7 separate regions of the Mus musculus genome follow, and regions 1, 2, 3, 4, 5 and 7 are each linked to region 6. Evidence: chromatin contacts called from public Hi-C, HiChIP or PLAC-seq, capture Hi-C and promoter capture Hi-C data. All regions are on one chromosome and are shown on one strand. Each heading gives the region's core, a stretch centred on a gene start, on an enhancer-like site or on the middle of the called end of the contact. The rest is flanking DNA. Distances are from core to core; before and after follow the strand shown. Region 1 overlaps Wsb2 (WD repeat and SOCS box-containing 2). Region 2 holds the start of Fbxo21 (F-box protein 21). Region 3 holds the start of Svop (SV2 related protein). Region 4 holds the start of Rfc5 (replication factor C (activator 1) 5). Region 5 holds the start of Vsig10 (V-set and immunoglobulin domain containing 10). Region 6 holds the start of Prkab1 (protein kinase, AMP-activated, beta 1 non-catalytic subunit). Region 7 overlaps Vsig10 (V-set and immunoglobulin domain containing 10).

Evidence for each region. Promoter capture Hi-C pulls out the DNA fragments that hold promoters and counts their contacts. A called contact is a pair of places that touch in the nucleus more often than the background predicts. HiChIP or PLAC-seq counts read pairs in DNA pulled down with a chosen protein or histone mark. Capture Hi-C pulls out chosen DNA fragments and counts their contacts.
Region 1: a Hi-C map of the AML12 cell line shows a contact between it and region 6, with 2.7 times the contacts expected there. The contact joins the enhancer-like site here to the promoter of Prkab1 in region 6. A contact is called at or near these places in 2 of 39 promoter capture datasets (hippocampal neurons and liver), 1 of 15 datasets of contacts at CTCF or cohesin (large pre-B cells), 4 of 484 Hi-C or Micro-C datasets (the AML12 cell line, the G1E-ER4 cell line, bone marrow-derived macrophages and 1 more) and 7 of 115 datasets of contacts at active chromatin or transcription factors (the 230-238 cell line, astrocytes, embryonic forebrain and 3 more).
Region 2: a contact with region 6 is called in an H3K4me3 HiChIP or PLAC-seq map of pro-B cells, with 17 times the contacts expected there. The contact joins the promoter of Fbxo21 here to the promoter of Prkab1 in region 6. A contact is called at or near these places in 2 of 39 promoter capture datasets (both in liver) and 4 of 115 datasets of contacts at active chromatin or transcription factors (astrocytes, embryonic forebrain, large pre-B cells and 1 more).
Region 3: a contact with region 6 is called in a promoter capture Hi-C map of liver, with 2.7 times the contacts expected there. The contact joins the promoter of Svop here to the promoter of Prkab1 in region 6. A contact is called at or near these places in 2 of 39 promoter capture datasets (liver and pre-B cells).
Region 4: a Hi-C map of CD8 T cells shows a contact between it and region 6, with 5 times the contacts expected there. The contact joins the promoter of Rfc5 here to the promoter of Prkab1 in region 6. A contact is called at or near these places in 7 of 39 promoter capture datasets (the 3T3-L1 cell line, the C10 cell line, hippocampal neurons and 3 more), 1 of 15 datasets of contacts at CTCF or cohesin (large pre-B cells), 7 of 484 Hi-C or Micro-C datasets (CD4 T cells, CD8 T cells, the G1E-ER4 cell line and 2 more), 9 of 115 datasets of contacts at active chromatin or transcription factors (the 230-238 cell line, the SCID.adh cell line, embryonic forebrain and 5 more) and 1 of 9 other capture datasets (adipose tissue).
Region 5: a contact with region 6 is called in a capture Hi-C map of embryonic stem cells, with 4 times the contacts expected there. The contact joins the promoter of Vsig10 here to the promoter of Prkab1 in region 6. A contact is called at or near these places in 4 of 39 promoter capture datasets (the C10 cell line, hippocampal neurons and liver), 2 of 15 datasets of contacts at CTCF or cohesin (large pre-B cells and pro-B cells), 3 of 484 Hi-C or Micro-C datasets (the G1E-ER4 cell line and adipose-derived mesenchymal stem cells), 9 of 115 datasets of contacts at active chromatin or transcription factors (T-cell acute lymphoblastic leukemia, astrocytes, embryonic forebrain and 5 more) and 3 of 9 other capture datasets (adipose tissue, embryonic stem cells and liver).
Region 7: a contact with region 6 is called in an H3K27ac HiChIP or PLAC-seq map of differentiating embryonic stem cells, with 5 times the contacts expected there. The contact joins the enhancer-like site here to the promoter of Prkab1 in region 6. A contact is called at or near these places in 2 of 39 promoter capture datasets (hippocampal neurons and liver), 1 of 484 Hi-C or Micro-C datasets (liver) and 12 of 115 datasets of contacts at active chromatin or transcription factors (the 230-238 cell line, T-cell acute lymphoblastic leukemia, astrocytes and 8 more).

Annotation. Positions count from the first base shown.
Region 1 is chr5:117,363,616-117,366,315 of GRCm38.p6, forward strand. Wsb2 (WD repeat and SOCS box-containing 2) reads left to right here. Exons shown (of 9, transcript NM_021539.5): 2 at 1-144. Among named protein-coding and RNA genes, the nearest start is that of Wsb2, 7.7 kb to the left of the region's middle. Within about 2 kb of position 1,441, at least 40 of the 459 cell types and tissues checked have an H3K27ac peak or open chromatin away from gene starts, as enhancers often do. A contact at or near this core is called in the AML12 cell line and liver, where this site is marked.
Region 2 is chr5:117,975,354-117,978,053 of GRCm38.p6, forward strand. It overlaps Fbxo21 (F-box protein 21), which reads left to right and starts at 1,417. Exons shown (of 12, transcript NM_001346588.1): 1 at 1,417-1,686; 2 at 2,505-2,640. The coding sequence starts at 1,448.
Region 3 is chr5:114,090,028-114,092,727 of GRCm38.p6, forward strand. It overlaps Svop (SV2 related protein), which reads right to left and starts at 1,353. Exons shown (of 16, transcript NM_026805.1): 1 at 1,125-1,353. The coding sequence starts at 1,159.
Region 4 is chr5:117,387,695-117,390,394 of GRCm38.p6, forward strand. It overlaps Rfc5 (replication factor C (activator 1) 5), which reads right to left and starts at 1,329. Exons shown (of 11, transcript NM_028128.1): 1 at 1,223-1,329; 2 at 175-239. The coding sequence starts at 1,284. Gm15728 (predicted gene 15728) reads left to right here and starts at 1,428. Exons shown (of 2, transcript NR_166496.1): 1 at 1,428-1,591; 2 at 2,460-2,700.
Region 5 is chr5:117,317,967-117,320,666 of GRCm38.p6, forward strand. Vsig10 (V-set and immunoglobulin domain containing 10) reads left to right here and starts at 1,300. Exons shown (of 10, transcript NM_001033311.3): 1 at 1,300-1,537. The coding sequence starts at 1,477.
Region 6 is chr5:116,023,102-116,025,801 of GRCm38.p6, forward strand. It overlaps Prkab1 (protein kinase, AMP-activated, beta 1 non-catalytic subunit), which reads right to left and starts at 1,327. Exons shown (of 7, transcript NM_031869.2): 1 at 990-1,327. The coding sequence starts at 1,148.
Region 7 is chr5:117,347,098-117,349,797 of GRCm38.p6, forward strand. Vsig10 (V-set and immunoglobulin domain containing 10) reads left to right here. Exons shown (of 10, transcript NM_001033311.3): 7 at 1,198-1,308. It also overlaps the pseudogene Gm15727. Among named protein-coding and RNA genes, the nearest start is that of Gm42012, 8.4 kb to the right of the region's middle. Within about 2 kb of position 1,429, at least 65 of the 459 cell types and tissues checked have an H3K27ac peak or open chromatin away from gene starts, as enhancers often do. A contact at or near this core is called in differentiating embryonic stem cells, where this site is marked.

The sequences.
Region 1 (2,700 bases), core at 191-2,690, 1.3 Mb after region 6:
CAAGCCTGGGCGCCCCCACCAGTTCGACTGGAAGTCAAGCTGTGAGACCTGGAGCGTGGCCTTCTCGCCAGACGGTTCCTGGTTCGCCTGGTCTCAAGGACACTGCGTGGTCAAGCTGGTCCCCTGGCCCTTAGAGGAACAGTTGTAAGTCTTTCTACCATGGGGAACGTAGGAGGCCCGTGGCAGGGAGCTGGGCACTTTCCCAGGCTGCTCCCTACTCTTTGGGAGTCTTTTCCAAGATTAGGTGGGCAAAGTCTGAACAGCTGAGGGCTTGCTCGTGAGGACCGAGCACCCCACAGTCTGGACACAGGGAACCGGGTCTGTAGAGAGTGTGTTGGCCTGAATCTTTGAACAGCTTTATTGAGCTAGAAGTGATACCCCATACAGGTTGTCCACGTGAAATATATAGCACTAGCTGTGCTCGGTGATCCTGTAATCAGTACTAGGGAGCTGGAGGCAAGAGGACCACCAGGTGGAGGAGAGCCTGCACTAGGTGTAACTCCACCTCAAAGAAAATCTACAGAGCTGTGCACCTGCTACCAGAATCCGTTCTCGAGCACTGTCACTTCCTCAGAGAGACACCTGTCTCCATTGTCCTCCATGGCTTTGACCTGGCAACTACTGTGTTTTGTGCCCTCACTGTGGGCTCACCTGTCAAGGGCTTTTTACTTGGATGTTTCTGCATGGGACTCTCTCAACACAGCTACAAATAGTGCCTGGCTCTGTGTGTGTGTGTGTGTGTGTGTGTGTGTGTGTGTGTGTGTGTGTGTGTGTGTGTGTGTGTGTGCACGTGTGTACACGTGTGCGTGCGCTCACCACCGTTCACTTCTGTTTCCTGCGCAGTGACATTGTACTGGTGTGAGATGCCAGACTCAATTGACAGGTTTTTTTATTTTATTTTCTCTGCTCTGAATGTTTTTGGACACATCTGCGGAGGCGTGTGCGTCCAGTGTTGGACTGAGGGAGTGGAGGCTGTTTGTCACAGTGGTGGTACAGTTCTCTGTGACCTAGTTCTTCAGATTTGAAATTGGAGGCTTCCTTGAGACACTGGACACTGGTGGTCACTGTGTTCCTGCCTGGCTCTCCTGGTGTGAGGTGGAGTCTGATTTGCATTTCCTTCCTGCTACCTTCGGAGCCTTTTCCTGTGCTAATGGATCTCTGAGTCCTTCCTTCAGGGAATTCTTCCTCCTCCTCCGATCTCTGGCCATTTTCTAACTGGGTCTTTGTTTCCTTTCTGTTTGTTTTTTTTCCCCTTGGTTTTCTAACCTAGTTTGTAGTTTGCTGTGGTGCCAGTGTTTCTCCTGGTTGATGTGTCTTCCTTCTGTTCTGAGTTATTTATTTATTCAGTTGAGTCTGGATTGATCGATTGATTGAGCCTGTCTGCATGTAGTCATTGTACATTGTCTTCAGTTGGCACTGAACAGAGGCAGAGAACACAGAAGTACATCAGACTTGTTCTGGAGGCTCCTGGCATCTCTCCTCCGTGATGCTTAGGTACAGTTCGTGGGGAGCTGTTGCCTTGATACTGGTAATGCCACCAAGAGTCCTGCTTGTCCTGGGACAGCCCCACACTGCTGGGGAGGAAGGTATGAGTTACACAGTCCCTATTTCCTGGAACCTAACTCCCTCGAATCCTTGGACTGTCCAAAGTGGGGGTGGGGGCTCTGAGGTGACTGGTGGTGGGCTGCCTCCTGAGTGGCTTCACCCTGACAAGTGAGTTGGGTGAGGTTCTTCTATAACAGGAAGGGAAGGGCAGCGTCACTCACTATGGATGTGGTACATTTCCTAACTAGAGCCAGAGATTCTTTGTATCTGGGTTTGAGTCTAGGTTTGGCTTATTGTCTGAAAAGTCTTTTTGTTGTTGTTGTTGTTATTTTCCTCTAGAGTACTCTTACTCTCAATTACCTACATCATTGCAGGCAAGTACAGCCTTCTCTTTATAATCAGTAAAACTGGGAAGGGCTGTTGGAATGTTAGGGTTTTTTTCTGTGTCATTCACCAAAACAAGAAATGTATTCACTAGTGTGTTAAATGGGAAATCACTGGTCTGGGGAGGTAGCGCGGGTATTGAAGAATGATAGTCTGGTGTAGTGCAAGCAGATGACTTGTTTTCAAAGCATCTAGGCATGGCAGTGCCCCTGTCACTACAGCTGCTGGTGAGGCTGAGGCAGGGAGTAGCCCGAGCCACTGAGCCAGGCCCTGGGATAGGCTGCAGCTTAGCTCAGCGTGAGGGCCTCCTTCCTGAGCGTGTGAGTCTCTGGGTTCCATCCCTACTGAAAACAGTACAAACAGAAAAAGAAGCCACACCGCTGCGTGCGATCACGGCTGCTGTGTGCATGTATTATAGGTGCCGTATTACACGAGAGAGGCATGTACAGTAGAGCAGTATGTGACATGACCCATGGGACTGTCTCAGAAGCGAGTACACAGCTGTTCCTAGTGACTTGTTTACTGTGGTTAAAGTCTGGTTGGACAGTGAGGTATTCTGTCCTGTGCTGGACCTTGGACCAGGCCTCTGTGTAAGTGCCCTGTCACACAGCTATGGCCCCAGGCTGCATAGTTTGCATGTTTATTTAAACTTTCATATTTATTTAAAGCTATGCGTATTTATTTCTGGATCTCCTGTTGTGTCTTGCATTTCATAAGTTATTGGTACTGCCACCATCATATTCTTGCTAGGGGTATCTGACCTTGTCTGCT
Region 2 (2,700 bases), core at 167-2,666, 2.0 Mb after region 6:
GACCAGCCTGGTCTACCAAGTGAGTTTCAGGACAGCCAGAGCATATGGTAATTGTTGTATTGCCAGAGAGGGCATATATGTCCCCCAAATCATGAAGGATTGTTGAGTGGAAGACAATTAAAAGCAGACACCATGAACACCTCTAAAATCACACTCAGCATTTTGGGAGGCAGAGTCAAAGGGATCAGCGGCTTGAAGGAGCCCAGTCACACAGAGGAGAGCTCCCCACGATACTTCGACCTGCTTCAAATCAGGACATAGATTCAGGGGTTACTACTATTCTCCACACCATCATAGAGCTAGAAATAGGGGTCCCCAAAAACAAATAGTATGCTTGCCTCAGTACCCAGTGGAGAGTGAGTCACCCGTGGAGAAGGCCAAATCACTTCCAGGAAGTGCTTGGTATAAGATAGCCATTTTCAACAGCTTAATTTTGGGACTATGGCATGGCTGTAAAGTGCATGGCTAACCGGCACCAAGCCCTGGGTTTCACCCCCGCACTACCACCTCTGAAGTACATCTTGGTGGTGTATGCCTTTAATACAAGCTATGGGAGGTAAAGGCAGGGGGGCCAGAAACTCAAGGTCCTTCTCCAATACATAATTCAAGACCAGAGTGGACTACATCAGACTCTGTCTCAAATTGCTTTTGAGATCGGATCTTAATATAGATAGCCCAACTTTTGATCTGCGTGCCTCGGTCTCCTGAGAGCTGGGAATTAGGAAGTAAGCCACCATAGTCATTTTTAACTTTTAGTTATTGTCTATGTGGACTCATGTCCCATCGAGAAGGTGAAGGCCAAAGGGCAATTTTGTTTTGTTTTGTTTTGTTTTTCGAGACAGGGTTTCTCTGTGTAGCCCTGGCTGTCCTGAAACTCACTCTGTAGACCAGGCTGGCCTCGAACTTGGAAACCCACCTGCTTCTGCCTCCCAAGTGCTGGGATTAAAGGCGTGCGCCACCACTGCCCGGGCAACCTCGATATATTTATTTTCGAGACAGGGTTTCTCTGTGTATCTCTGGCTGTCATGGAACTCGCTCTATAGCTGAGGCTAGCCTCGAACTCTGAGATCTGCCTACTTCCACCTCCTAAATGCGGAGATCAAAGGTGCCACCGCCTCCCCGAATTTGCGTGTCATCCTAGGCGCAGCATCCATGCAAATCTCTGCATCGTTCCAGTTTTAGTATCTGCGCTGCCGAAGACGAGCACCCAGCTATCATTTTTAAAAATGCCCCTGGGAGAATCAGGACGCGAAAGGACCATTTATCTCTGCAGCAGCAGCCAGCTCTCGCCTCTGGCTCTTCCCAGTCCTCCAAGCGGAGTGGGCGGGACCCCCTGGCGTGGGCGGGGCGTTCCCAGCCACTCCCCCTGAGGGCGTGGTACGGCTTCTTAGGCTCCTATCGCGCGCGCGCCCGCCCGCACAGCGGCCCCCTCAGGTACGCGGACAAGATGGCGTCGGTAGCGGGGGACAGCGCTATGGAGGTGGTGCCGGCGCTGGCCGAGGAGGCCGCGGCTGAGGCGACGGGCCCCAGCTGCCTGGTGCAGCTGCCGGGCGAGGTGCTGGAGTACATCCTGTGCAGCGGCTCGCTCACGGCGCTGGACATCGGCCGCGTGTCCAGCACCTGCCGCCGCCTGCGCGAGGTGTGCCAGAGCAGCGGGCAGGTGTGGAAGGAGCAGTTCCGGGTGAGGTGAGCGAGCATCCCGTTCCCGGGACCCGCAGAGCCCCTCGGCGCCGGGCCTCGCGTGGGGCCCCACCCCGCCACCCTCCGGGCCTCCGGGCCGCGCGCCGCCCTCTTCCCGCGGCCGCAGACAAAGGCCTGCCTGCAGCCCGGGGGGCCCCCTCCGGAGCTCCGATGGGGTCGCGGCAGCCGCCCGAGGCCGGGGCCTCCGGAGCGCTCCGCCCCGGGGGGCTGCGGCCTTCACGCGCCTCCCGGCTGCAGGAGGAGGCGCATCTTTTGTGGCCGCTGCAGGATGTTGACGTGCAGGCAAAGCAGCGGTGCGTGCATTCCTGGCTAGCTCCTTAGGATGCCGGCATCGGACCTGCCAGTCCAGCTCGTGACCTTGGGGGTGGAGGGGGTGATGTCGGTCCACCTCCCTTCTCCAGAGCCTGGGTCTCCTGGTCGGTGATGAGACCCCCCCTCCTTTTTTTTTTTTTCCCATTATGGGGAATCAAATAAGATGAGGCCCGGGTTTGCAGGGCCTGATGCTGAGGGAGGCGCGCCATCCACGAGAACCGTTAGCATCACTGTGATTGTGGCCAGCGCAGAGATTGGGGGGCGGAGGGGGGGCGGCGGCTACTGGTGGTAGAAACGCTGCCTTTCGTGTCGCCACGCCAAGGTCACTGCATCTGAGTAGTGAGGGAATGCATTGCATACGCTATGATTATTGCAACTAGAGCCTCTGCCAAGTCCACCCCCCCCCCCTTGCCCGCAGACTCCTCCGTGGTTTTTTGCAGTCTCTGCGGAGCTGAGAAAGGGTGTTTTCTCTCCCCCCCCCCCCCTTATAGGTGGCCCTCCCTGATGAAGCACTACAGCCCCACCGACTACGTCAATTGGTTAGAGGAATATAAAGTTCGGCAGAAAGCTGGGTTAGAAGCCCGGAAGATTGTAGCTTCCTTCTCCAAGCGGTTCTTTTCAGAGCACGTAAGCATCAGGCTTGGTCATGCTCTGTGTGTGTGTGTGTGTGTGTGTGTGTGTGTGTGT
Region 3 (2,700 bases), core at 103-2,602, 1.9 Mb before region 6:
TATTTTTTGCTTTGGGGTATTAGAAGCGGGTACCCTTTAGCATCGTGAAATGAAGCTGTCATTAGTTGGGGGGTATTTATGGATCTATTAACAGAAGCGTAAAAGTACAATTTTAATTCCTGAAAGCTGTGTAATGAAAAATAATTTGACCGAATTGAGAAGTAAATATGGCAACCCCCACAAACACTCAAGAGTCTCAGAGAGCCAGACCAGTCACACTAAAAGTCACTTGAGAGGGTTCCTCCGTGGCTTGAGGTTTGGGGGGGCACACCATTTTTAAAGTTACACATGCTAACAATACCCAGTCCTTCTCAACAGACCCAAGCAGAATTGACTTCCACCTGCCAGTTAAAAATTAAAACGGGAATCCTGGAATTTGCTTTAACAAAACACCATTGCTGTGGCAGGAAAGCTATCTGTAAATACCTCTGAAGGCCTCTCTGTCTTTTCCACTGCCTCTCTGTGGTTCCCACAAGATTCTCAGTGAAGTAGGTATCCCCAGAAATTTTCCAACCTCAAAGGAATGCATTCCTGGTGTGTCCAAGCCAAAGCATACTCCAGCTAGCTACCCCCCCCCCAACCTTTCATTCAGAAGACAAGAGTCTCAAGCCAGGACTCACAAGCCGTCTCATTCACGTGCTACACAAACAGCCTCTCCTCTAGGAAAGCATACGTGCTGTTTAGAAAGCAGTTTGCAACCTCACACCGTTCCTTTCCGAAAGACCTTGTAGGGGGGAAAAATCAGGAATTGCATAGTATAGGAGAAAGGCTGGAAAGGGACAGATGTCAGCCCTTGTCAATTCAGCCCACATTTCCAAACAGCATCCAATGCATTCTCACAGCCTAGACCTCAAACCCCCTTCGGGGTTGAGAGCGATTTCCAAGGGAAAACACAGAAACTAAGGATTCCCACAAGGTCCTGACAGATCTTGGGGGGGGGGGGGTAGGGAAATGAATGAGAAACAGAAGCTGGGCTGAGAAAATGGCTTGTCTCCTCCAGGCCCAATTCTTCCGTCTGTAACAGCATTTTCCAATCCAAGAGGCCGTGCGGGGATGCACCCCTGCAGGCTTTGCTCTTCTAAAGGGCGCCCTGCCAGCCTCCCTTCGCCCCCCGCGGTACTCACGGCAACTGCCTGAGCTGGAACAGATCCTCCTCCATGTCCGCGGTGCGCCAGGGCGAGCCTGGGCATGACCCTTACATGGTGGAGCAAGGGCCGGTGCTCCGGCTTTCAGCACCGGGATGCTGGACAGCTCTACCGCTTCCTCGCTGGGCAGCTAGCTGCTGGGGGAGGGAGCCCTGCCCGGGAGACAAAGCCAGCCGCTGCCACCGCCGGGAGACCGACAGGAGTGGGCGGAGGACGAGGGGAGGGCTGCGCGGTGGAGGGGGCGGGGCGAGCCCTGCTGCTCCCAGGAGCCCACGGTCCTCTGATTGGGGTGTCTGCGGGACACCCCGACCGTCCAGAAGAAGCCTCCCTCCCTGAGTATTTGTACGAATTGATTAATGTCCGTTTGATGTCCCGGAAGCTTAAGCTCTAGAACGGAGTATAGATTTCTGGAAATGTACTCCACGTATTACACTGCACCTATTAGGTGCCACCAGGCACTGTAGCACGCTGATGGCAGAACAGTTTGAAAAGATTGTTATCACAGAGCTGAGGGCCCAGAAAAGGATCCTGTTGGGTACTGAAGGCTAGAAGGCGGAAGGGTAACTCAGTTACTCAGCCAGCGTTGTGATCTTTGCGGCCTGTGATTCAGAAGTAAACAGCAGAGTCCCTGCCTTGATGCCCTTCCCTTTGAATGAAGATTCTCCACCCTCCCTTGAGCTCCTTGAATTTTCTCAAATGCATCTCAAGTGCCCAGAGGCATGTGCCTGACACATAAGAGCATGCTGGGTGAACATCCATCATGCCTGGGTGTGGTGGCACAGGAAGGGCGAAGCAGGAGGATCGTGAGTTCAAAGGCTGCCTGGGTTACCAGAAAGCTTGGGGACAGATGGGGCACATATCAAACCACATCTCAAAAGTTAAACAAGCCAGGCATGGTGGTACACAACTTGGATCCCCAGCAGTTGGAGACAGAGGCAGGTGAATCTCTGTGGGATCCGGGCCAGATAGGGCTACGAGGTGAGATGCTGTTGGGAGAGAGAGAGAGAGAGAGAGAGAGAGAGAGAGAGAGAGAGAGAGAGAGAGTTGTGCATAATCAGTTGACTCCATCCAAGACCATGAAGCCCCCTGGGTGTGGGTCTGCTGTCTGTACATTTAAATAGCTCCTCAGAAGCCTAGAGAACTCCAGGCTCTGGTGTGAATAAGTGGAGAAAGGAGAAAAATATTCACCTTCCAAGATGGTGACTTCCATGCTTCCCATGGACAAGAGCCATGACTGGATGGAGGATCACAGGGACAGAAGGAAGAGAGGAACGTTCTTTCCTAATGTTTTATAAGTTCTGTGTATGTGTGTGTACGTATATATGTTCATGCCTGTTGGGGGAGTAGGGTACCTCTAGAAGCCAGGAGAGGGTATTTGATTCCCTAGTCTTTGAGTTTCAGGCCCCTGATACAGGCCGTCTGGAAGAGCAGCAAGTGTTCTTAGCTGCTGAGCCATCTCTCCAGCCCCCACCACCTTTATATTTATAGTATGTGTATGGCTGTTTGACTGCACTTATAGTATGTGTGCCTCATGCACATGCATATACTTACAGAG
Region 4 (2,700 bases), core at 79-2,578, 1.4 Mb after region 6:
TAAACAGTAAAACCAAACAGATCTTGAGACAGTTTGGTACACTATGGAGAAGGCGACACATGGCCGGTTCTATAAAGGCTCAGAGCATCCTCTAAGGGTCACCCAGCAGAGACATCGTCATCACGAAATGGACCCAACCCTCCACAAGGACAGCAGCAACAGACAGATACTTACTGGTACTCAGAATGTCCTGGTGAGAAATGAGATCGGCCAGGGTCTGTGGCCGGTACTTCTCAACCCTGAAATAGGATTCACCGTTAAGTTACAATCTATATACTCAAGCCATGTTCTGTTACATGCAAAGAAGCCCCTTCACATCCTAAGCAGCAGAGGAAGAGAAACCCTTCGCGTCTGAACAGAGCACTGGCTCTCACAACCAGGAGTTGTTCTGTCCCCCCAGGGGACATCGGTCAGGCCAGTTATCTGTATTAACTGTGCAATGGGTGTTAGCAGCATCTGTTGAGTAGGAGTCAGGAGGTTGCTAACATCCTCCAGTGGGCAGGACAGCTCCCCCTTGCCCCTCACCAACAGCGCTGAGACTGCGCAAACGGAACTCATACTCAAATACCTATAAGCAAGAGAACGGGCAATCCACTTATGATGTGGCTTTCAAGAGGGAATCGAGTGCTGAACCATGCTACAGAACAGAAAACCCTTGAGTTCGAGAAGCCAGACTCAAAAGGCCACACGGTCTGTGACTCCAGTCCTGAGAATTTAAATACCGTGTGGCCTGAGACAAGTCTTCCTCCTCAGGATAGACCAGAAGAAAAGAAAATGAAAGCATGGCTAGGCTTGCTTCATTTAAAACACCGCTAAGGTGCTGTAGGGCCATTCAGAATGCAGGCGCTGGGGCCCTGGGTGGAAGATCAGGTCCCTGCAAGTTGTCCTCTGACCTCCACCAGGGTGCGCTGCTACGGTCCCTCCCCCGCAAATAAAGAGGGGATAGAGTGCAAGCGCTGAATTCGGACACGAGTTCGAATCCAACCAAGCCTACCCACTCCTCCGTCCTCGGAACCTTTCTAAAGAAACCCAGGATCAATTTATTAGGGTCATCGGAGCGCAGAGGCGATGCTCGAGGACCCCGAGGATGGCTAAGCTGAGCTCAGAGCCCGTTCAGGTATGGAAGCGGAGGAGCGGCTGCGGCGCCAAGGCCGGGAGCGGGGAAGGATCTGCAAAGCTCCTAGGAGGAAGAGCGGGAAGCGGGATGTGGGGCCGCTCCTACCAGGGCAGGTTCCGGGCCCGGGCCGCCGCGGGCCGCTGCTGCGAAGGCGCGGCCGCCGTCATGACTGACAGATGCTGCGGGTCCCTGCCACTGACCCGCCGCACTCGGAGTCCGCGCGCAAACCAACCCTCGCGAGGCTTCGCCTCCGGCTTCCGGCTTCCGTCCCCCGGCCCGCCTCCTCCCCGTTGCTAAGGTGCTGGTTGCTAGGTAACCCTAGGCGCCGGCCTGCAGCGGAGTTACCGCCTGAGTCGGCTGTCTCAGCCTCCTCGCACGAGGTCCAGGGTGACCGCGCGCTGAAGCCAGAGCCACCGCGGGCCTCACCAGGGCCCGATCCTGTCAGTGCAGGGGCAAGCCGCAAGGAGCAGCAAGGTGTGTGGTCAGTGCAACCTCGGTTCCATAACCAGCAACACACACACAGAGACACACGTACATATACAGGTATGCACACAGTTACAAATATACATATACATACATCCCCATTCACATACATATAAACAGATATACGCCTGCACTCACATACACATACAGATACATACACACAAGTATACACAAATACACAGTTAATACGCATACATACATACATACATGCATACATATATACTCACATATACATGTATATCACACACATATATATACACACAGAACATACACATTCAATCATATATACACATAAATACAGTTACATATATACACATACATGCATACATATATTCATATAAATACATACAAACATTTGTGTTTTATACACACAAATGCATTTTCTCCTACAGTAAGAGGATTACAGACCAATTTTATTTATTTATTTGTTTGTTTGTTTATTTATTTATTTGATTAGTTTTGAGACAGGGTTTCTCTCTGTATCTTTGGCTATCCTGAAGCTCACTCTGTAGGCCAGGTTAGCCTCAAACCCAGAGATCCACCTGCCTCTACCTCCCAAGTGCAGGGATTAATTAAATGTGAGCTTCACCGTTTGCCTGGTGACCAATTTTATTTTCATCTTTAGCTTTTACTTTGAGCCAGGTATGCCTTTAATTCGAGTACTTGGGAGGCAGAAGCAGATGGATCTCTGTGAGTTCAAGGTCTACAGAGTGGCCTCTAGGACAGCTAGGGCTACATAGTGAGACCCTGTCTTAAAAACTCGAAAGAAAACTAACTTTAATTAATTTGTGTGTGCCTCGCTGCACATGTGGAGGCCATGTGCATCAATTTTCAAGAGTTGGTCTTCTTTCTTATGCAGACGTCCTGGGAATCGAACTTAGCTGTCAAGCTTGGCCGTTTGAATCGCAAGATCATCCTTGACTGCATATCCAGCTCATGGCCAGCCTGGTGGTGTACTTAACTACCTTTGGAGTCAAGCAGCTGCCATCTGGGGGAGTTCAGCTGTGTCCACTTACAAAAGAATTACCTTAGCTGGACTTTTTGACCGTTTACATCCCCTCACGGAAGACCCTCACCTGAGTATCCACTGGCTCCCTATA
Region 5 (2,700 bases), core at 50-2,549, 1.3 Mb after region 6:
TGGCAACTCCAGCTGAGTAAAAAGGGACTGAATGGTGTCTCTGGTCTAAGGGTTGCAGGAACTCTGTGGTTAACTCAGCAAGTGCCCTGGGCCTGCTCCATGAAATTTCCCTCTCTGTGCACCATCAAGGTTCCAGAACATTCCAGAGTCTTAGCCACGATGCTTTCTACGATCAGCTTGTTGACTTAGGACTAGAAAGTTGGTCTGGAGCGCTCAAGTATCATCAAAACCAACTAACTTAAGATAGCCAGAGTGGCATGGTTGTACCTCTGATCCCAGCATGTGGAAAGTTGAGGCAGGAGGACTGCCTCAAAGGTAGAAGACTGAGTCAAATGCTGTGTCAAACTACCATGCACATTCATTTATTTAATATAGCCTAGGTGACAACTAGGTGCGTGGCCCTAAGGAGGCAGGGCTCGATCCGAATAAACTCCCTCGTGTTTATGGAATCAAGGCAGTTCTCTCTAGGAAACCTTACCTTAGGACAGTGAGGTTTTCTGTGATTTCTTTTTTTTTTTTTTTTTTTTTTTCCAATTTCCATTTTAGCCTTTTCTCCATATTTTACTTTGGTTTGGCGGTGCTGGAGATAGAATCCAGGGCTGGGCTCAGGCGCTATACCCCTGAATGTCATCCTTAGCCGTCCCAATATTTTATAAACTCACAAAAAGACTCGGAGAACTTGAGCCGAGGGACGCCCACCTCCCAGAGCCCACAGTGAAGATTCCACAGCGATGACTACATCCTTGTTTTGAACACGAAGTTTTCTCTCTGAGCCCTTTCAAGGGCAGATCCTCCCGAGGGCCCAGCTGTGGCGGTGTCCACCAGGACACAGAATCGGGATGCCAGAAAGCTGAGCCCGGAAATGTGGCGCTCCGGGGCTCTGCCAGGATGGGGGTTGGGGAGACCAAGAGGGTCTGCTGTGGGAGCACCTGAAAACGAAACTCGCTCTTCTCGTGTGGTCTCGACCCAAGTTCATTCGAGAACCCGAGTCTCGTGGTTGCTTTTGGCCGGACGGTCGCGGGATCATCTTTCCCTGGGCTCTGAGCGATGGCGGCGCTGTGGCCCGCCCCTGCACCGGAGAACCCAGATGACAAGCGCGATAGAGCCGCAGGGCTGGGACGTAGCCGGGTGCCCGGCAGCCCGCGCTCAGTGCAAGGCCGGGGAGTGCGTCCCGCAGCGGCGGGCCAGCGCTCACGGCCGCTACCTCCCAGGCCCCGCGGGACTGAGATCGTCGCACAAGGCCCTCCTCCCGGTCAAGGTGGAGGAAGTTGCCGGAGAGGCGGGAGGGGGCCAGCGGCTGTTGTTTTCCGCCAGTCGGGCGGGCTGGGCGCAGGGGCGGGGCGCGTGCCCCAGAGGCGATCGTCGGGGTTCGGCGGGAGCATCCTAGCCGGGGAGCCCCTCGCCGCTGGCCGGGGAGTCCTAGGAGCCCCGTGCACCCCGAGCTGCGCGCTTTCCCAGGAGTAGATCTCTGGAGCCATGGCCGGACTCCGCGTCCTGCTGTGCCTCGGGGCGCTGCTGGCCCGCCAGGGCTCCGCAGGTAAGGGACTTGCCACCCCCAACCCGGGGACCCTAAAGCCCCCGCAATAAACGTGCGGCAGGACCCACCGAGGGGCACGTGGAGGGGAAAGCGATCCCCCACCCCTTCCCTTTTCGTTGTTAACTCCGTGTTCTGGCTTTGCCCGCCGCATCGGCGCACCTCGCTGTAAGCTTCCATTTGTGTCCATCTCACTGTCTCCCCGCTTCCCAGATTGACCCGGCCTTACACCTGTAAATTACGGAGTTGCTTCCTTACGCCCTCCCGGAGTGAGTTTACCTGAGCCGACCCGTGCGTTCCAAGCCGCGCCTTTTTCCTCTTCCATTCCTTTTCTCTTCTCCTCTTACTTTTTCTTTTGAAGTCATTTCAGACTTGACCAAAGATTACCCCCCCCACCCCCGCCCCCCCCCGCTACGAGATATAGGTGGCGAATGGTCTTATTGTAGCTCATCTACCTAGCGTTGTTGCAGAAAAGTACCGCGCGAGGGGGTTTGGGTTGGGGGGTGGGAAGAGGCGCGCGCGCGCGCGTGCGGGGGGGGGAGTGTGCTTAGCAAAACATATAGATTAGAAAAGGATGTTTGAGTTTAACTCGCTCGCGAATTCCTACAGTGTAGGAACATTTCGATATGGGGTTGGGGTGGGGGAAAACAAACCCAGGAGGTGTGGGTAATTTCCAAACCCACCCCACCCACCTGCTAGCCTTGTACGTTTAGGAAGTAAGCTTTTCAGTCATCTCTGAGCTCCCTGGCAGCAAGGGGCAATAGTTCTTAACTATTATGCGCTTCGAATTCACTTAGCTATTTTGCTTTTATAACTTGTTTACGTGTAAAAATCAGTACCATTTCCCGTAACCTAGGTTTGCTTGACTATGTGGGAGGAAAACATTTGAAAGTTTGACAACACAGGCTGTCCCACTAGAGACTGGGCCGTGGCCTGTGTTATGTGGGACATGTGACCCCAAATTTGTTCCACTTTTTTCTTGCTGTGTTATCCCCCCGGTCTTTTTGGGCCATGGATTTTAAAAATTTCTTGCTGATGATGCACGTGTCCCAGGCAGTCCTCGGCTCTTAGCCACACCACCAACTCCAGTCAAAGAATGGTACCTGACCGCCTTGCTTGGCATTCGACTTAGTGACCCTTCTGTTGTAAGCCATTGGTTGGGAGTT
Region 6 (2,700 bases), core at 77-2,576:
GTGCCACCACTCCCTGGCAAAAGCAGGCTCTTTTAAAGTCAGACCCAAAATTAAGATCTGGAGAATAGTAATGTGGGTTATGTAGCCCAGTTAGGGGGTGGGGGTGGGGGAGTGAAAGCGGAGTGAGCTGGCCAGGCAATTAGCCTGTTTAAGTAATGGGGATTAGTTGGCAACCCGGCAAGTAACAGAGACCAGGCTGGTGAGCGCCAACGTTCCTGAATGTAGTTTATTCTGAGCAATTAGCTTCTTTCCTCCTAGAATCACCAAATGCCCTTGGACTGGGGCCCTGTAGCCGGAAGCACTGGCCACCTCACTGTGGTTTTAAGAGAATGTGGCTCAGGCAGGAACTTTCAGCTTGGCCTGCAAAAATCTGTTTGCTCTGGTCTGCTTAAAGTCCAAGGCATTATTTCAGTAACGTGGGAGAGAAGTGGGGGTAATTAGCTGCTGGCTGGCGTTCAGAGTGACTCTCGGTCACTGACCTCCTCCAGTGGAATTGCCGGATCTAAAATAAAGTGAGCAGGGTGGACTGAAACTGTCAGAACCAAACACCTCTGGCAGTCAGCTAGTCAACTTCATTTCCAGCTTAACGTATGTGCTCCCGTTTTACCGCCAAAAAGAACACTAGAACTCCCAACCCAACTTTTGCAAAAGCCGGTCGGCCTGAAGTGTCTCCAAGCCGCGCAATCAATTACACCGAAGAGAAAAGTCGACACGGGTGCTCAATTACAGTTTAGCTCGACTCTTAATTAATTAAGGATCTCAAACGCGGTCCCTGAGCTGCTTTCTCCTTAATGATGTTCAACCAAGCCCAGGGTGACTCTCCTCCCATCGGTAATTAGGCACAAGTCCCAGAACGGCAAAGAGGGCTATGACAGAGCCACCTCCCCCGCCCCCCCCCAAGGTGTGACGCTGGGAATGTGGCGGGAACTACAGCAAAGGGGGACCCTCCCCGTGAGTCAAGAGGGCTCCGACGCCCCTCCACTCAGCACCTTGATCTCTTCGGAGTGGAAGATGTCGGCGTCTTCAGGGCTGTCCATGAGGATCTTGGGCCTGTCCCCATCCTTGGCGCCCCCGGAGCTGTCCCTCCGCGGCGTCTTGTGGCCCGCCTGCCGCTCCAGCGCGGCGCGCTCGCTGCTCGTGTTGCCCATGGCTGGGAATCTGCAGGGACACAAGGAAGCCGGAAAGGCCGGGTCGGACCCCCGGGGATCGCGAGTCACGCCCTCTCGGATCGCGCGCTCGCTCGCCCGCCGAGCTCCGCTTTACCTGGCTCGGGCGACCGCGACTGGAACTCCGAACAGAGCCGGAGCGTAACCTGACACTCCTCCCGCAACTCCCCTCCACCCCTTAGCCACTTCCGCTTCCGGCCGGGCCCAGCGAAGGAAGGAAGGAAGGGTGGTCACTGGGGATGGAGCGCTCTCGGAGTTAGGGTGACATCAGTTCCGTTTCCGCCTCTTCCCTGCTGCTCAGCGCGAAGCGGTCGCGGGTGGTTCGGGGCTGCCACCAGATCGAGCTTCGTAGCGGCCAGCGGGAGGCGCGAGCGAGCGAGAATGCCAGAATGCCATGGATGGCGCCGACCACCTCACTCCAAGTTGGTTACTCTCCAGTAACTCGAATTACGAAACGCGAAACCCACGGCGGCTTGGAGCAAGCGCTTGCTCTTGCAGAGTACCCGGGTTCGGGTCCTGGCGCTTCCATGGTGGCTCACAACTGTTTGCAGTTTAAGTTCCAGGGGATCCCGGCGCCCAAGGCGGTGCACACATATACGGGAGGGCAGAGCATTCATACACATAATCGTAAAAACAAAACAAAACAAACAAGAAGAAGAAAAGGGAAAAAAAGAGAAAGCGCCGGGCATTGGTGGCGCACGCCTTTAATCCCAGCACTTGGGAGGCAGAGGCAGAGGATTTCTGAGTTCGAGGCCAGCGTGTTCTACAGAGTGAGTTCCAGGACAGCCAGGGCTATACAGAGAAACCCTGTCTCGAAAAAACCAAAACCAAACAAAAAACAAAACAAAACAAAAGAACCTCACGTTTAAGTCTCTCCCGTAGATGCACTGGCTCTCACAATTGAATGTATTAGGACAACCTAGGGCTCCTTCAAAAGGAAGGCCTCTCCAGAGTGGCCAAATCGTAATTTCTGTCTGTAGACTAAGGATGGAGGATGCTGACCATCTTCCAGGTGTTTGAGAAAACTTAAAGACCTAAGATTTCTGGGAAATTGACGTTCTCAGTTGGGTTCTGTTGTTTGTTTCAAGTTGAGTGCCTATTGATAAGTCTTTTTGCAAGAGCCTTGGGGCTACATTGGCCACATTATGTGTAAAATGTATCAGGGCTTAGTGTTTCAGCAGAGGTACAGACTGCTGTAATAAAACGATCTCAGCTTCACAGTCAGCCTTTAAAGAAACAACAACAACATTGTCTTGTGGGGTTTGTTTGTTTGCTTTGCATTGGATTTTCTAGGTCATGTCTTACATTTACCCATACATATGTTTTGGTTTTTTTGTTATTCTGTTTTTGTGTGTGTTTTTTGAGACATGGTTTCTGTGTGTAACAGCTCTGGCTGTCCTGGAACTTACTTTGTAGACCAAGCTAGCCTTGAATTCATAGAGATCCACCTTCCTCTTCCTCCCACTCAAGTGTTGGGATTAATGGTGTGTACCACCCTGCCCAGTGAACATCTATATTTTAAATTATCTGCAAT
Region 7 (2,700 bases), core at 179-2,678, 1.3 Mb after region 6:
GAGTGTTGTGGCTCTCAAGGAGAAGCCAGAGCAAGATGGGCTGTGGGACCTCTTTCAAGGCCACTGCTGTCCCAGAGTCTGTGGCAGGCAGCAAGATGCAGCTGGCAGCTAGGGGCCAAGGTCAGGGCCACCGAGCAGGAAGTGGCTGCAGTCAGGCTTAGATACCGGGATGGTTGAGCCAGTCGAGGTCCAGCTTCAAAAGTCTTGGGTGAGAAAACTCTTCCCAGGAATGATACAGCTCTACATGACAGGCACCCTGAGTCCCTCTTTGGTGAAATAACTTGTGCACGTTATTCCTCTGTGGGTAGGATCTCATAAATATTTCGGGGATGGCTAGGGTCTAAAGGCAGATGCTTTCTGTTGACTCAGCCTGGGATGTTAAGGATGCCTCATCTGCATGAGGAAGGACTTCAGGTGTTGTCCCCTTGTGACTGTCACAGTCCTCTCAGCGGGATGTCGTGGTCACGTGTTTCAGGCCAGGAATAGCTCTAAACACCTACTGTTTTCAATTATGAGAATTGCTAGGTGCCTTATTAGGGTTTTACTGCTGTGAACAGACACTGTGACCAAGGCAACTCTTATAAGGATAACATTTAGTTGGGGCTAGCTTACAGGCTCAGAGGTTCAGTCCATTATCAAGGCAGGATCATGGCAGCAGCTAAGCAGGCATGGTGCAGGCAGAGCTAAGAGTTCTACATTTTCATCTGAAGGATGCTAGCAGAATACTGGCTTCCAGGCAGTTAGGACTAGGGCATTAAAGCCCATGCCCACAGTGACACACCTACTCCAACAAGACCACACCTCCAAATAGTGCTACTCCCTAGGCCAAGTATTTTCAAACCATCACACTGGGGTTCCTGAATCCGCTCAACTTTACCTGGTTTTCTGTCTGGTGGCATGGTCCACTGCCCTGCAGTCCTGGTCCATTGATCACCATGTTCACTGTGGTACTAACGCCCACTCTGACTGGGGCCTTGGAAAGGACCTAGGGTCTGGTCCATAGAGTGCCCTAACTCTGCATTGTCCTTTGATGTTCTATGCTTGGTCTGACTCTGTAAATTCTATCTACCTGAGTTTGATTTTTGGAGGGGTTCTGTGGACATGAAACCAAGATGAGACAAGAGGTGGATTTGGCCAAAAGAGGGGAGAGGTTTTGGACGATCAATCGAAAAGGTTTGTGGCGTGATCTCTTCACAGAACCGCTGAACATCGGGGGCATCGTGGGCACTGTGGTGAGCCTCCTCCTGCTGGGACTGGCCGTTGTTTCAGGCCTCACTCTGTATTACAGCCCGGCTTTCTGGTGGAAGGGTAAGATCCCGTTGAGTTCCCGTGCTTAAGAAAAGGCTGTGGGCGGGGCTGGAGAGATGACCAAGCAGTGGGCGGGGCTGGAGAGATGACCAAGCGGTGGGCGGGGCTGGAAAGATGACCGAGCAGTAATGGGCGGGGCTGGAGAGATGACGAAGCAGTAATGGGCGGGGCTGGAGAGATGACCAAACAGTAAAGAGCATTAGCTACTCTCGCAGAGAATCAGCGTTTGATTCCTGGCACCCACATGGCGGTTCTCAACAGTCTGTAACTTCAGTTCTAGGCCATCCCAGACTCTCTCTTTTGGTATCGTTGAACACGGGTCGTGCATGTTGTGCACAGACAGACATCCCTGCAGGCAAAACGCCCGAACGCTTTAAAATGAACAAATAGAACTTTAAAAAGCTGTGGGTGGGAAGAAAACTCCGTGCCCAGCTTCCACCTAAATGCCCCATCTTCACCCCCCCCCCCATGGAAAACGTTAGCATTTAATTAACGTGGCTTTTAAGCCACCAGAACACAGGCACCTCCAACACCCTCAATCTTCTCTTCAGCTCTTCTGCTGAAGAATTTGGCCTTCACGATGACAGGTTGCTTAGGGAGCTTTCCCTTGCCCAGAACTTTGTAGTAGCCGATCGCACAACATCAATGATGGGAGCGGCTCCAGTCTTGTTTTTTGCCGCATTGACCCGCGTCCGCTTGCTGACCAACGTCCACAGTTTATCCAGGTTGACTGTTGGGCAGAAACTCTGGTTCCTCTTCAGGTGGTAATGCCTCATACCAACTTTCCCAAAGTAACCTGGGTGATATTTGTCAAAGTTGACCCTGCGGTGACGCATGCCTCCAGCATTCCCGAGGCCGCTTGCGGTGCTTACCGATGTGGCCGTGGCCGTGGCTCCCGTGGCCCCGGTGTTTCCGGGTCTTCCTCAGTCTGCATGGCATGGCGGTGGCAGAAAGGGAAAAGGGCGTGCCTCATCTTATAAAGCTGCGTTGCACACTGTGGGTGATAACGGGGCACTTAAGGAAGAGACACTTAGGATGTTTCTTAGATGGTCGTGCTTTGTCAGTGTTAATTTTTCTTTTTAATATTTAGCTATACCTTTATTATTGGCTCTGTATGTGTATGTGTTGTGTGCACGGGAGCGTGTGGTTGTGTGTGCCCGTGTGTGTCCATGCAGAGGCCGGAGCCTGACCTTGTCTTCCTTTCTGACTGCTGTACTGGCTTGAGACAGGGTCTGTGTGTACTGGATGCTCACCCCTTTGGCTAGGCTGGCTGGCTAGCAAGCTCCTAGGCTCCATGGGTCGCACACCCTTAATGATAGGGTCCCAGGTACATACAGCAATGTCTGGCTTCTTAGGCATTTGACTTTGATCTCAGGGCCTCAGGCTATTGAG